2 separate regions of the Mus musculus genome follow, and region 2 is linked to region 1. A link is a contact called in public promoter capture Hi-C data. All regions are on one chromosome and are shown on one strand. Each heading gives the region's core, a stretch centred on a gene start, on an enhancer-like site or on the middle of the called end of the contact. The rest is flanking DNA. Distances are from core to core; before and after follow the strand shown. Region 1 holds the start of Dmkn (dermokine). Region 2 holds the start of Hamp (hepcidin antimicrobial peptide).

Region 1 (2,700 bases), core at 139-2,638:
CCCGCCTTCCCAGAGCCAAACCAGAGACAGCACTCCTCTTACCCCAGAGTTACTGAAGCTTTCATGGGAGCCAGAAGGTGGGGGGTTGGTACACTGTGGATGGAAGGGGATGTCATGAGGGACGAGATGTCAAAACGACCTCCACAGGCCAGGCTTCTCTTGCTGCCTGTGGCTTGGCTTTCTTGCCCCTTTCCAGTTCCCTCCCTCTTCCCTGGCTTGTGACCTCCACTCTCCCCCCCTTCCTCCTCCCCTTCTATTCATCCCTGCCACTGTGTCCCGTGCACACTTCTTCTTACCCCTGAGTTCTGGTTGTTGCCTCTCACTGTCCCGTAGCCAGGCTGAGCCACAGCTCCCTGCATGGAGGCAGAGACCAGAGACCGAGTTTAGGATCCAGAAATAAGGAGGGGTGGAGAGAACAGGGTTGAGGGATGGGTCTGGGTAGTGACTTTACCTGGGCATTGGTTTCATAGTTGAGTGGTCCGCCATTGCCACCCTGACCCACAGAGCCACCCAGAGAGTTAGTCCCATAGTTGCCTCCTGAGGCCCAGGGTGTCCCTTGAGGACCAGGATTGCCCTGGACTCCAGCACCACCTTGAGAGCCATATGCGCCATGACCTCCAGATGTCCCCTGCAAAGACAATACACCAGTCCTTAGTCTGACAACCATGAGAGAGGGAATCAGAACCATCAGGGAGAGAAGGAAGGGGGAGGGGGGACCATGCAGGAAAGAGAAGATTCATGACAACAATAGAAACTATCTCTTCACCCTCTGATCCATCTCCAGGTTCTTGACCCAGCCACCCCCACCCCCTGTCCGCACACCCGGCTTCCCAGCCACTCACCCAGGACCCAGCGTTGTGGACAGCATCTACCCCTTGGCGAATGATATCCTCAGCCTGTCTGCCAATCTCATTCCCAGCGTTCCCCAGAGATCTTGCTGCTTCCCCAAGCCGGTGCTCAAAAACATCGCCTCTGCTCCCCATCAATGTGGAGCCACCTTCCTCTCCGTGCCCCTGGCCTAGGGCATTCTGGATTCCAGAGCTGGCTGCTTCTTTAGCCCCTTGGCCCACAGCCTCTCCAATTCCATGGCTAATGGCATCTCCTGCTCCATGGGCAGCACTTGCCCCTGTGCCCTCCCCTCCACTGTGCAGCGGGTTAGCTGCCCCACCACCCAGACATAGGGCCAGCAGGAGGCAGGCCAGAGAGCCCTGTAGCTTCATCTCTGCCCAGCTCCCTCTCTCCTCTGAGGATGTCTGCAGCCCAGTCTATTTGTTCCCTTCTTTCTTCCTCTGGGCTGAGACCTTTTCCTTTCCTTCCTTGCTTCCTTATTCTCCTTCCCCAGGACCCACAGCCTTCTCTCTCTGTTCCCAGACTTCCCTGCTTTCCAGAGTCTTTCTTCTTGCCACTACCCCTTATACTGTAGGTTGGGAAAAGGTAACAGGGCTGGGCCGCTTAAGATCCCTCCTCCAGTGACTCAGGGCCTATCCACAGATAGGGTAATGAAGCTTAATTGTGAGCGAGAGCTTGTGTTGAAACAGAGAGAGCTCTCCGGAGCAGGCCATCGGGAGGGAGGGGAAAGAATAAGATGAGACGGATGCAAAAGTGTTCCAGTTGCCTAACCTCAGGAATTTGGGGCACAGGGTGGGGACAGGAGCATCTAAGGAGATAGGTGTTGTTGTCTTTTGGAGGCGGCAGGGTGGGGGTACTTAGGAAGCAGGGCTCACAAACAGGTGAGACCCCAAGGGTATAAAGAGAGCAAAGCCACAGGATAGAGGACCCATCCCGGGTAAGCCAGCATGCACAGGGGCACGAAGACTGGAAAGAGGTGACCATTTCCAGCTCCCATCTTTCTCCTGGCATGCCTCTACCTGCAGGTGCCTGTCCTCTCACACATCCACAGTGCAGTCAGACACTGGGAATTCTAGGGCTGTGGTTAAGTTCTGAGGTTCTGGGTACCCTGGTGTTGAAGGAGTGGCATACCTCTGTTAGTGACAAGGAAGGGTTCAGGCACTGAGAGTTCAGGAGCCCAGGGTGCGGAGCAGGGGAATTGGGAGGGTCAGTCACCCCCAGGGCAAGAGTAGGCGGGAAGACCAGGGGAGGGAGAAGCTGACCTAGACACCCATCCTGTTTACCTGCATGGAAAGACATGTGTGCCTGTAAGAGCTCACAGCCACTGTACTGCTGCTTGCTCACTGCCCGAAGCCTTCCAGGGGCCAGGGCAGCCCTGGTGAGGAAAGAGGGATCAGTACAAAATATCTCTCTCTCTCTCTCTCTCTCTCTCTCTCTCTCTCTCTCTCTCTCTCTCTCTCACACACACACACACACACACACACACACACACACACACACACACACACACACACCGGTACTCGTGGCCCTCACCACTGGTCACAGTTCCAATGGGGAAACCCAAGCATCCTCCCCATATCTTGTCCCTGTTCGACAAGTGTGACTGCTTCTCTGTTCCCAGGAGCCCCAGGCCCTCCCACTTGGAACCGACTTGTAACACTGGGCTTCATCACCTAGTTAGGAGGGGCCAGTTTCCATCTACCTTTCTCAACGTCTCTCAGTCAGTCTCTCCCCACCCCAACACCCGCACCCCAACTTGTAACATCTAACACTTCTCTGCATATAAACACCATTCCTGACTGTCCCCCACTTCCACCTCCCTGCTGTTCCATTGCTGGTGTTTTAGTGATG
Region 2 (2,700 bases), core at 47-2,546, 180 kb before region 1:
CCCTCTTTAGTGTGTCTGAAGACATCGACCGTGTACTCATATAAATTAAGTAAATAAAACTTAAAAAAAAAAATGAACCCTGTCTTTGGCCTTACCACTTCCAAAAGTCCTCTTTGAGGAAGCATGTGGAACACATGAACAGCCCAATGAGCAGCAACAGAGGGGTAGAAGCCTTCCCAGGTTCTGGACAGAACTGACTGGATGCTCCCTGTGTAACTCAGGAATGCCGTCCAGTAGTTTATCTCTGGAGTCAAAGTTTGATAATATCTCAGGCTGCTCATACCAAGGGGTCCAGGTAATAGAAAGAGCACCACACAGGCTTTAGTAGTACTCCAAGAACTAGCTATAAAAGCCCTGGTGTAGGCTGTGTACCAATCTCTGTGGTATATGTTGTCCAAGTGGCATGGGGAGGTTCTGGCATAATCCCACTGCACTTGGAGCTGAGAGGGGGCACAGTCTGTTCCTGCTAAGCCAAGTGTCACACAATACTGTGTCCCCTGTGCTTAGAGGGAAACCATTTGAGGAATACATCGTCAAGCCAGACCCCTGCATCAGTGACTGGAAGGCAACTTTCAGCATAAACAACTGTAGAGCCCAGGAGGGAGTAGGCAGCCACTTAGAGGCCAAGTAGCACCAGCTGTTAACACAAAAGTGAGTTGGCACCGGTGGTAAAGACACAGAATCAGTACTCACTGCCATGTGAAACCAGTGTGTTTTTTATACACGAGCTTGTGAAATGCATTGGCTCTGCCTATGATTAGTGACTGCTGCCTCGGGAGGCAGAAGGGGAATCCAACATGACAGCTACATCATATGGTCTTCACAGTGGTCTCCACGGTGGACTCCAGGGCTAATGCTGACACAAACTCATGGGCCTAAAATGCTGGGATGCACCCTGCACATGTGTACGACATTGCTGGGTCCTTCTGAGAAACCCAGTGAGTAACAGCCATACTGAAGGCACTGATAGGGGTAAAGGTACAGTTCTTCCACTCACCAATCCAATCACTGTTTAGGGGAAAGAAGGGGAATTTTTCTGAGAGCCACAGTGTGACATCACAGGTGGCTGGCTGCAGGCTTGTGTCCCTGGTTCTGTCTGCCCCACCCTCTGGATGCACCTCTGCTGGCTGTAGGTGACACAACCCTGTCCCCTGTCACTGTTCCCGCTTATCTCTCCCGCCTGTTTGGCGCCACTATTTTCTTGGAAATGAGTCAGAGCAAAATGGGGGTGGGTGAGGCGCAGGTGACCCTCCTCCCACTAGTCCCATAAAAAGGACTGGGACTGGCTCCTAGACAGCCACCACACAAGTCCTTAGACTGCACAGCAGAACAGAAGGCATGATGGCACTCAGCACTCGGACCCAGGCTGCCTGTCTCCTGCTTCTCCTCCTTGCCAGCCTGAGCAGCACCACCTATCTCCATCAACAGGTGAGCACCCCAGGCCCATTGTGGTGGGAGAGCCAGGTCCCAGGCAGGCAGGAGCTGCTCACCACTGAGTAGTTAGAATGGCTCAGGAGTGATGGCAGCTGCTGACAAGGAAGAGGGTGGTCCTTAGTGGGAGCTGGGAAGCTGCACAGGTGTCCTTGAATAGCTACTCTGTTGTCCTACTGTGGAAAATGAAGCATGGTGGGAGCCAAACAAAAGTGTTCCTTGGCTGTCCCACCCCGTCAGGGCATTCTTTAAGCAGCCTTTACATGAGTATTTTATAAAGAATTACTGTGGATAGTACAAAAGACAATGGGCAGAAAAACTCTAATGAGGAAGGACCAGAGGTGGGGCTAAGAGGCTGACAGCCAGGCAAAGTATTCTATGAGAAAATGATACAGAAGTCGGGCAGTGGTGGCACATGCCTTTAATCCCAGCATTTGGGAGGCAGAGGCAGGTGGATTTCTGAGTTTGAATCCAGCCTGGTCTACAAAGTGAGTTTCAAGACAGCCAGGGCTACACAGAGAAATCCTGTCTGAAAAAAAAAAAAAAACAAAAAAAGAAAAAAAAAATGATACAGAAGGGTCTGGAGAGATGGCTTAGCTGTTAGGAACATTTGATGCTTGTGCATAGGACCTAGAGTCAGTTCCCAGCACCCATGTGGTGGATCACAACCATCCTGAACTCTACTTCCAGGGTACCTGATGCCTTCTGCCCTAGATGGCAGTCAGCAGTAAGCATGCATATGATACACATAGGCACTCAAGGCAATCACAAGACCCTTGGGGACTGTAGGGTCTGATAAGTGAAGCCAGTGTTGGCAATAAAGGGCTGTAGAGGTTCTGCTGTGCCGAGCTTTGTGGACAGCTGTGCAGATGATGATCTGTCCTGGAAAGCCACAATCCAGATGAATGTGCTATAAGCCTTTGTGCTATGGGGTGACCTGGTTATAAGAGATAAGATGCAGGGAAAACTGTCCGGAGTGTGCAAAAGCAAAGAAAGTGGGTGCTTTTAGGAGCATCCAAGGAATGGTGAGGGGACACAGGGCAGTAGGAGCCCTTCTAGAAATTCTGTCTAAGCACAGTCCCTAAATCTCTGGGGAGAAGCTGGCAGAGAAAAGTCAGGAAGCTATGCCGGGTACTCCACAAGATTCAATACCTCTTCTGCTTTCACAGATGAGACAGACTACAGAGCTGCAGCCTTTGCACGGGGAAGAAAGCAGGGCAGACATTGCGGTAAGAGCATCTGGGACTCCCTCCCTGATCCCCAGCCTCT

Evidence for each region. Capture Hi-C pulls out chosen DNA fragments and counts their contacts.
Region 2: a promoter capture Hi-C map of pancreatic islet shows a contact between it and region 1. The contact joins the promoter of Hamp here to the promoter of Dmkn in region 1. A contact is called at or near these places in 11 of 39 promoter capture datasets (the 3T3-L1 cell line, the C10 cell line, the HPC-7 cell line and 8 more), 1 of 484 Hi-C or Micro-C datasets (CD8 T cells), 13 of 115 datasets of contacts at active chromatin or transcription factors (the 230-238 cell line, the SCID.adh cell line, acute myeloid leukemia and 7 more) and 4 of 9 other capture datasets (adipose tissue, liver, macrophages and 1 more).

The regions. Positions count from the first base shown.
Region 1 is chr7:30,762,444-30,765,143 of GRCm38.p6, reverse strand. It overlaps Dmkn (dermokine), which reads right to left and starts at 1,388. Exons shown (of 20, transcript NM_001166173.1): 1 at 843-1,388; 2 at 452-628; 3 at 297-353; 4 at 43-93. The coding sequence starts at 1,220.
Region 2 is chr7:30,942,625-30,945,324 of GRCm38.p6, reverse strand. It overlaps Hamp (hepcidin antimicrobial peptide), which reads left to right and starts at 1,296. Exons shown (of 3, transcript NM_032541.2): 1 at 1,296-1,428; 2 at 2,601-2,660. The coding sequence starts at 1,342. Usf2 (upstream transcription factor 2) reads left to right here. Exons shown (of 10, transcript NM_011680.2): 10 at 1-77.